Linked DNA regions of Triticum aestivum: region 1 is linked to region 2. Evidence: chromatin contacts called from public Hi-C data. All regions are on one chromosome and are shown on one strand. The core of a region is the stretch at or near the end of the contact, and the rest is flanking DNA. Distances in the headings are between cores, read along the strand shown. Region 1 holds the start of LOC123150041. Region 2 has its middle 33 kb from the start of LOC123150030.

Evidence for each region. Hi-C and Micro-C count contacts between places; a contact is called where the count stands out from the background.
Region 1: a Hi-C map of leaf shows a contact between it and region 2, with 3 times the contacts expected there. The contact joins the promoter of LOC123150041 here to the enhancer-like site in region 2. A contact is called at or near these places in 5 of 5 Hi-C or Micro-C datasets (leaf, root and an unstated tissue) and 1 of 1 datasets of contacts at active chromatin or transcription factors (leaf).

The regions. Positions count from the first base shown.
Region 1 is chr1B:696,804,521-696,808,099 of IWGSC CS RefSeq v2.1, reverse strand. It overlaps LOC123150041, which reads right to left and starts at 1,592. Exons shown (of 4, transcript XM_044569846.1): 1 at 738-1,592. The coding sequence starts at 1,001.
Region 2 is chr1B:696,757,078-696,760,579 of IWGSC CS RefSeq v2.1, reverse strand. No RefSeq gene overlaps it. Among protein-coding and RNA genes, the nearest start is that of LOC123150030, 33 kb to the right of the region's middle. Within about 2 kb of position 1,824, at least 1 of the 8 cell types and tissues checked has an H3K27ac peak or open chromatin away from gene starts, as enhancers often do. A contact at or near this core is called in leaf, where this site is marked.

The DNA of each region.
Region 1 (3,579 bases), core at 343-2,842, 48 kb before region 2:
ACAAGTAGTACTAGTGCAGTAAAGTAAAGTAGTAGTACCACTAGTCTTCCCTTGTGTGCAGATATTAGTATTATCTTTGCAACAAGGAAAGTAAAGCAAAAGGTGGAAGAACCAATGAGTGCTTAAAGGTGGGCTTGTAGTAAGTATTAGACATGTTGTGTTTAATTAGTGGAGGGGTTTTAAAAGTGGGAGATGAATGAATCTGATTAAAAGGGAGGGAGGGAGGGAGGTTGTTTCTAGTCTAGTCTAGTCTAGTCTAGAATAGTTGACACCTCCTCCCTTTGATGAACTGTACAAAATATAATACTGCATAGTTGATAGTGTTTGCAGGAGGGTGGGGCTCGGAAACAACAAGGGAGAGAGAAAGCGACATTATTATTTTTGTCTCGACGGCAAGGAGAGGAGAGGAGAGGAATTGGCGGCGGCGGCGGCCGTGGTGCAGGAAGCAATTTGAGAGAGAGCACCTTGTATCTTATTGACCTCTAAAATTGAATTGAATTGAGTTGAATTGCGGCCAAGAAGCAGAATCAGAGTGAGAGAGAGGAAAAACTAGTGTTGGGGTTAATTTTTTATTTTGATGCAACAGGAAAAGAAGAGCCAAGCAAGTGCTGGAGGGAGTTTGATGTGATCTGAGGAGATTGGTTGCAGTGCAGTGGCATGCATGTGCATGTATGCAAGCTAAGACTAATAATGGAGCAGAAGAAATGGGAGGGAGGTGGAGAAGTAGTACTACTCACCAGGTGGTGGTACATGGCGGCGGAGGCGTCGTCGTCGTCGGGTGCAGCGGCGGCTTGATGTTGTTGGTGTTGCTGGTGCAAGAGAGGGAGAGGGAGAGGGAGAGGGAGTTGCGGCGGTTGCGCCGGAGCAGCGGTGTTGGGGGCAGAGGAGAAGGAGGAGTGGTCGGGGTAGGGGTGGGAGAAGAGCGGGGGCGAGTATGAGTAGCCCTGCGGCTGCGGGGAAGGAGAGTAGGCGGAGAAGCTGAAGCCGGCGTCGGCGAACATCTTGCTTCTACTTGTCTGCTGTGCTGGATCTCTCTCTGCTCTGCGCTGCTTTGCTTTGCTTGTAGGAATGAAGGAAGGATGGAAGGATGGAAGGAAGGTAGGTATATGTGATGGGTGGATCTCCGGTCCGGATGGGTGGTCCGGCGGGCGGTGGCGCGAGGAGAGGAGAGGAGGGGAAGGGCTGGACCTAGGCTAGCTGCTGGTCTGCTCTGGTCTGGTCTGGTCACTTTCTTCCCCACACTATATCTCTTCTCTACGTATGAGATGAGATGAGTAGGCCAGATGGGTAGGGGAGGGGAGGGGAGGGGTGAATGAAACAAGGAATGGAGTGGGTTGGGAGAGATTGGAAAGGATGGAGGCCTCCGGGGGCAGGATTTATAGGACAACAAAGGAGCAGAGCAGAGGAGAGGAGGAAGAAAGAGCGGCGGGCGGGCGGAGGAGGAAGAAGAAAGGGACAAAAGAAAGAAAGAAAGAAAGAAAAACAAAGCGTCCATAACATCACATCACACCGCCAACACGGTGCTGCTGGGCTGGCCTCAAGACTCAAGAGAAGAAGAGCCTCACCGGTTGCTCGAATGCTCTTGCTCTTGGTTGCTGCCTGCTGGTGCCGGTAAACAACAGGGAAGGAAGCAACCCGTCTGCTTGTGCTGCATCTCACTCTCCTAAACTACTACTTCCCTTATTACTGCCAGATGCTTACTACTTACTGTCATCTCTCTACACCCAATTGTTATTCTTCTTCTTCTTCTTCTTCAATCAGTGAGGCAGCAGTCCTTCACCTCCTTGCGCAACGCAATCAACACAGGCCACACCCACACACGCCTCTCTCTCCCCACAAGTCTGCGGCTACAGTGCTTACCACTAGCAGCCAGCCAACAAAAATAACCTACACTGCTCCATTCCTACAGTGCCACCCATGTTCCTTCCTTCCTTTATTTGTTTCTTTGTTTGTTTGTTTCTTTGTTTTACCTTTACTTCCTTTTGTATTCATATAATACAAGTGAAACAACCCAGAAACCATACTACAACAACACTGCTAACGCTGGCCGGGTGCAACATAACTAGTACTAGTAAATACTAATACAAATAGCGAACCAACCCGTGGTTGAGATGGTTAGGTGTTCAAATCCTGATGCTCGCATTATTTCTGGATTTATTTCAGGATTTCCGGCGATGCGCTTTCAGTGGGAGGATGACTTCGTAAATCTCAAGATGATATGCCGGCTCAGTCTTTCGGAGGTGCTCATAGGGGTAGGGTGTGCGTGTGTGCGTTCATAGGGATGAGTGTATGCGCGTGTATATGAACGCTTGTGTCTGTACTGATGCTCAAAAAATAGTAATACAAATATTTGCATGGATCTACTAGTACTGCTGCTAACCGGTTCACATCCACCCACTCCATCAATCATTCCTCCATTTCTTCCACTTCTACTTCTACTGCTTCCTCCCCCTCCTAGCTTGCCATCCATCCCCATCTACCCGTCCTAATCACCAACCACATATGCCTAATAAACTACCTTAGCTAGTATCCTGCGTCAAGACCAAAATCTAATTACTTAATCCCAAAATCTAATGACAGGCAGTCAAGACACAAGACGACATCACACACTCCCACCAAGTTTTATTTGTTTCTTTGGCTCATTGCATCAACCTGCAGCTGTGGCTCGCCCCTACGGTCACCTCCGGAGCTCCTTCCTTTTATTGCACCACGCTGCCTCCTTCCTTGCTAATCACACCCAAGCTAACTAGCAAGTTGCATGTACTCCACGACCGCCATCCATTCCACTCGCTCACATTAATCCCGATTCGCCCTCCCCTAATTAAATCATCAGAGTATTCTCCATATGTTAGTTTGCGAAAATGTCTTATATTATGAGACGGAGGGGGTATTTCTTTCTGTATCATCACTGTGCCTTCCTCCTTCATCTCCACTCGCCCGTGGCTAGCGATGTCGCATCGCCATTTCGACCGCGCACTTGGTAATTCCCCTTAGTATGACAAAAGGTGAAGAAGCACTCGAATGTTTTTGGACCCGTGGCCAGAGTGCTTTTTGTAGTCAACCAGACAACGTACACCCTTATTGTGGTCATGTACAAGGAAATAAAAGAATACACTCTTATGTAGGGGCATACACCCACCAAGTCTATCCACTCACATTAATTGGAATTCATCCTCGATTAGTCGTCCACTAAATTACCTTCGCCTTCCTATTATTGTATATATATTACATATAAGCAACTTTTAAAGAAAATAACGACCACCTGCCATCCACCTAGCTAGCTGCCTGGTTGGTTAGTTGTTTATACGCCGCCAAACTCTTTGCCCATCTGTTTTTGTCATTCATTTTCATCTTATTTATGTGTCTCAGATAACCATCCATCGAAGGGCGAAGATAAGCCCCATGCACGCCAGGGTGTGATGGTCACGTGCCCATACACACTATTTTTTATCCGACCACGCTAATAACAACTCGCTACCTTCCACCTAGCTAGTAGGTCGATTTATGTGTCTCAGATAACCATACACACTGTTTATACGCCACCAAGCCCTTTACTCGTCCGTTTTTTGTCATTCATTT
Region 2 (3,502 bases), core at 575-3,074:
CAAAAATCTAAAACTTAGAGAGCATATGCTTTTAATGACCGATTTGTTGATATCTTTCTCCCTGCTAGTTATACATGTTAGAATTAATCCAAGACGCACATCAATTTACCGAGAACCAAACAATGGCACAACATCGAGATTTGTTAACGATGTTCATCGAACATCGGATAATCCCTAGGACATGACTTCAAGCGCTCCTCCGAGTTGATACCCTGACAATATCGCACACTGGCCATCCGGACGCCGACACATGTCGTCGGTTCCCTTTGTGTGTTGTGCTATTATGTTGGCATAAATTACATCATGTGTCTACTCCTACATTACAAATGAGGTCTAAGATACAAGTATCTTACAAGGACACGACTCCATTACTTAAACTTTTTAAGTAATAAAGCGCTCTTTGTTAAAAATGACACGATTTCATACTCCGTCTACACACACCACAACTTCAAGTCTAATTGTAACCTAACTTGTACATGATATTCGATACAACTCTAATATACACAAATACGAGTTTAATTAATTCCAAACATCTCTCACTGCAAGCTTACATAAAACTATGTTTGCTCTTTCTGGTCCTGAAAAATATGATGTTTAAGAAATATTCGACCGGACGTGCGAAAATCATATGTGTGGATAAAAATTAAATATCCGTGCTGCTCCAACAATGAGTCTTTATAAATTTGTAATGATATTAAACAAAAGTAATGACCGAGATGTAGAGAACGATGTGGTCGGTGGAGCTGCAGTGAGTGAAGCTGGCGATGGAGGAGAAGAGCACCCAACAACAATGTGACAACAAACAAATGGAGATGGAGATGGCCGATAATGATTGATCATTCGTCATTCATTATTGGTCCGGTCCATGGCGCCCACGGCAGATGCTAGTGACCTAGTGGGTCCTCACTTTGTCCGCTGTCGACCTTAATTACACGACCTTTGCTGATTGCCTCAGCTAAATGCTAAATGGAGCAAGCTAAGCCAGACCGGACAGAGGAAGAAGAAGCAAATTGAGTACTAATCAAAGTCGTTACGAGTTACTACTTCCTCTGTGGTGTCAAAACTACTTTTATACTTATATTATGATGAGACGGAGAGAGTACCATATATGCAGCAAAGCAAACTGAGCAGCGGTGCCAGCACCTATCTGTTGGAATAGTCATATTGTATCATTGCTGCCTAATCGAGCTTGTTACTTCTCAGCAGTCGCGTGCAGGTTCTTTCTTCCTTTCAAGTTTGCTCCATAGAGACAGAGGTCCTGATGCGGCAATGAGCTCTGCTCACGGCGTGGAGTTGGTGGATGCAGCATTAAGAAGATTTTCACCCCCGCAAGGAATTGATGTACTTTAAAAAATATATAAGGGTGTTCGTAAGAGTGTTCTCTGTGCCACTTAACATGTGCCTTTTTGGCGAAAACATCAACATTTTACTAGTCCAATTTTGACACAAAATAGGATAGATCAACAAATCTGGACGTACAAATATATGGATGTACATGTATAGTCTAGCGTGTCTGTACATGTTTGTTGTCCTACACATACCGGTAGCTTTAGGTAGCCGGACCGGGCATCTTTATTATGGTGGAAATATGTCAAACTTGTTCTTCCAATCGAAGCACCATGAGGCATAGACAGTCTATATATACGTAGCTAGGGTCGTGATTGTTGTTGGATGGAGATCCGATGGTCAGGATCAATTGGCGAAGAGATTTGGAGCTGCCCTCGAAAACCCATGCATGTAGCTACGCGCTATAATACATACGTGATACGTATGCAAGTGCATAAGACAGCATAGCATTCTAGCACTAGTTTGTTTGTTGGACGTTGGGGTTGGTATTTTTTTGTTCTTATTACACACGACCTGCTGCAAGTATATATATAAATGTGGTGCAGCTAGCTACTCCGACGTGCGGCCGCGTTCGTACGCGTGTTGCCAGCGGTTTTCGACGGGTGCTGGTGAAAGCAAAGTTGGACCCGAGGGTGAGATAACAATCACATTCTCCACGCGTAGCCAAGATAGTGAGACGGGGATGCTGCGGCGTTGATGAGTTTGGGACATCGCGCCGTTTCCGGCAGGGGAGAGGGAAAGAGGTTGACGGGCGAGAGCGGTGTTTTTGGCACATGGGACCACGTGCTTCTGATTTTTAAAATGTATTTTAAACATATTTTGAAATATCAAAAAAATTCAAACAAAAATTTGGCGCATACGTCTTGATATTGTACATGCTCATAAAGTCGTTTCGTGAAAAACCGATAACTTATGTGTTACGTGTGAAAAAGACAAAATTTAGTGTTAAAAATTGCTTTTCACAAGACATCATTTTTGTCTTTTCTACACACGCCATAATAAATGTCGATTTTCTCCGAAATTTGACGTGCACACATATAATGTCTAGAAGTATACACCAAATTTTTGTTTGAAATTTTTTCACATTTTGAAATATTTTTTTCGCGTGCAGGAGCGCGGGCTCCCGGGAGCACCAACGGATTTCCATTGACGGGTTTGAGTGTGGGGTGCGGAGGTTCTGGTCTTCTGGATAAGTGGCCTCAGCTTAGAGGGATGGTCGGGAGTGGCGACGAACTGGTGGAGGAGTTGGCTCATACAAGTGGGGGCGTGAGCCAACCTCGGGTGGCGGTGGCAGCTGGTTAGGCTAGTGTTGAAGGAGCGAGTCATGGTGCCGGAGGAAGAAGACGGAGCATGAATATGGGCATATATTAAAGAGTTACCCCCAAATAAAATCTTATATGCACCCAAACAAAAGAGATCGCCCCACCGTTGCCTTCTTTGGAGACATAGATGATGGCACACGAACCCTAGCCTGACCCCTTTCCATTCTCCCTCCCCACTACCGCTGGAGGGAGGCACCGACGAAGCTCGTGCAATCGACGGCGGCGGTGAGGCCTTCAATGGCGGTTGTTTCATTCTCTGCGGAAGCTTGAAGGGAGGGGGGGGGGGGGTCGAGGGGTCCAACAAGCATTGCCGGATCTCTACAGGTGGTGGCGGGGGTAGTCGACGGTATGACGCGTTCGGCCGGAGAAGGCCTTGGTGTGCGGTTGTGGTAATGTCATAGCTGGCCATTGAGCTGCAGTGGGTAGCCCCTGCTTCGATCTAGAGTGGCCAGATTGAGTGGGTTGAGACGACTGCTCCTCCGACAACGCTGATTGGCGACCAGGTGCCGTCATTGTCTGACTCTGGTCAATCCAGGGTGGCTGGAGAGCATGGTGTTGGGCCACCTCCGCCCATGTTGAGGTGGGCTCTTGTGGAAGGTTGGATGATCCTATGCTTTATGTACACATATTCTTGCGGTGGTGAGGAGATCGGTCTTGGATGTTGCGCTGGCAATCCAGATGGCGGCTGCACGGTTGGCTCTCCTACGAGCAGCATGGTGGATTTTTTTTTTGGCAGAAGGGATTGCAAAGTGTAGTTCGGGCAGGGGTCGTTACCATCGACAGTGGCGGAGCCTAGGTTTTGATCCCGAGGCCTTGAGGTGGTCGCAGTGGGT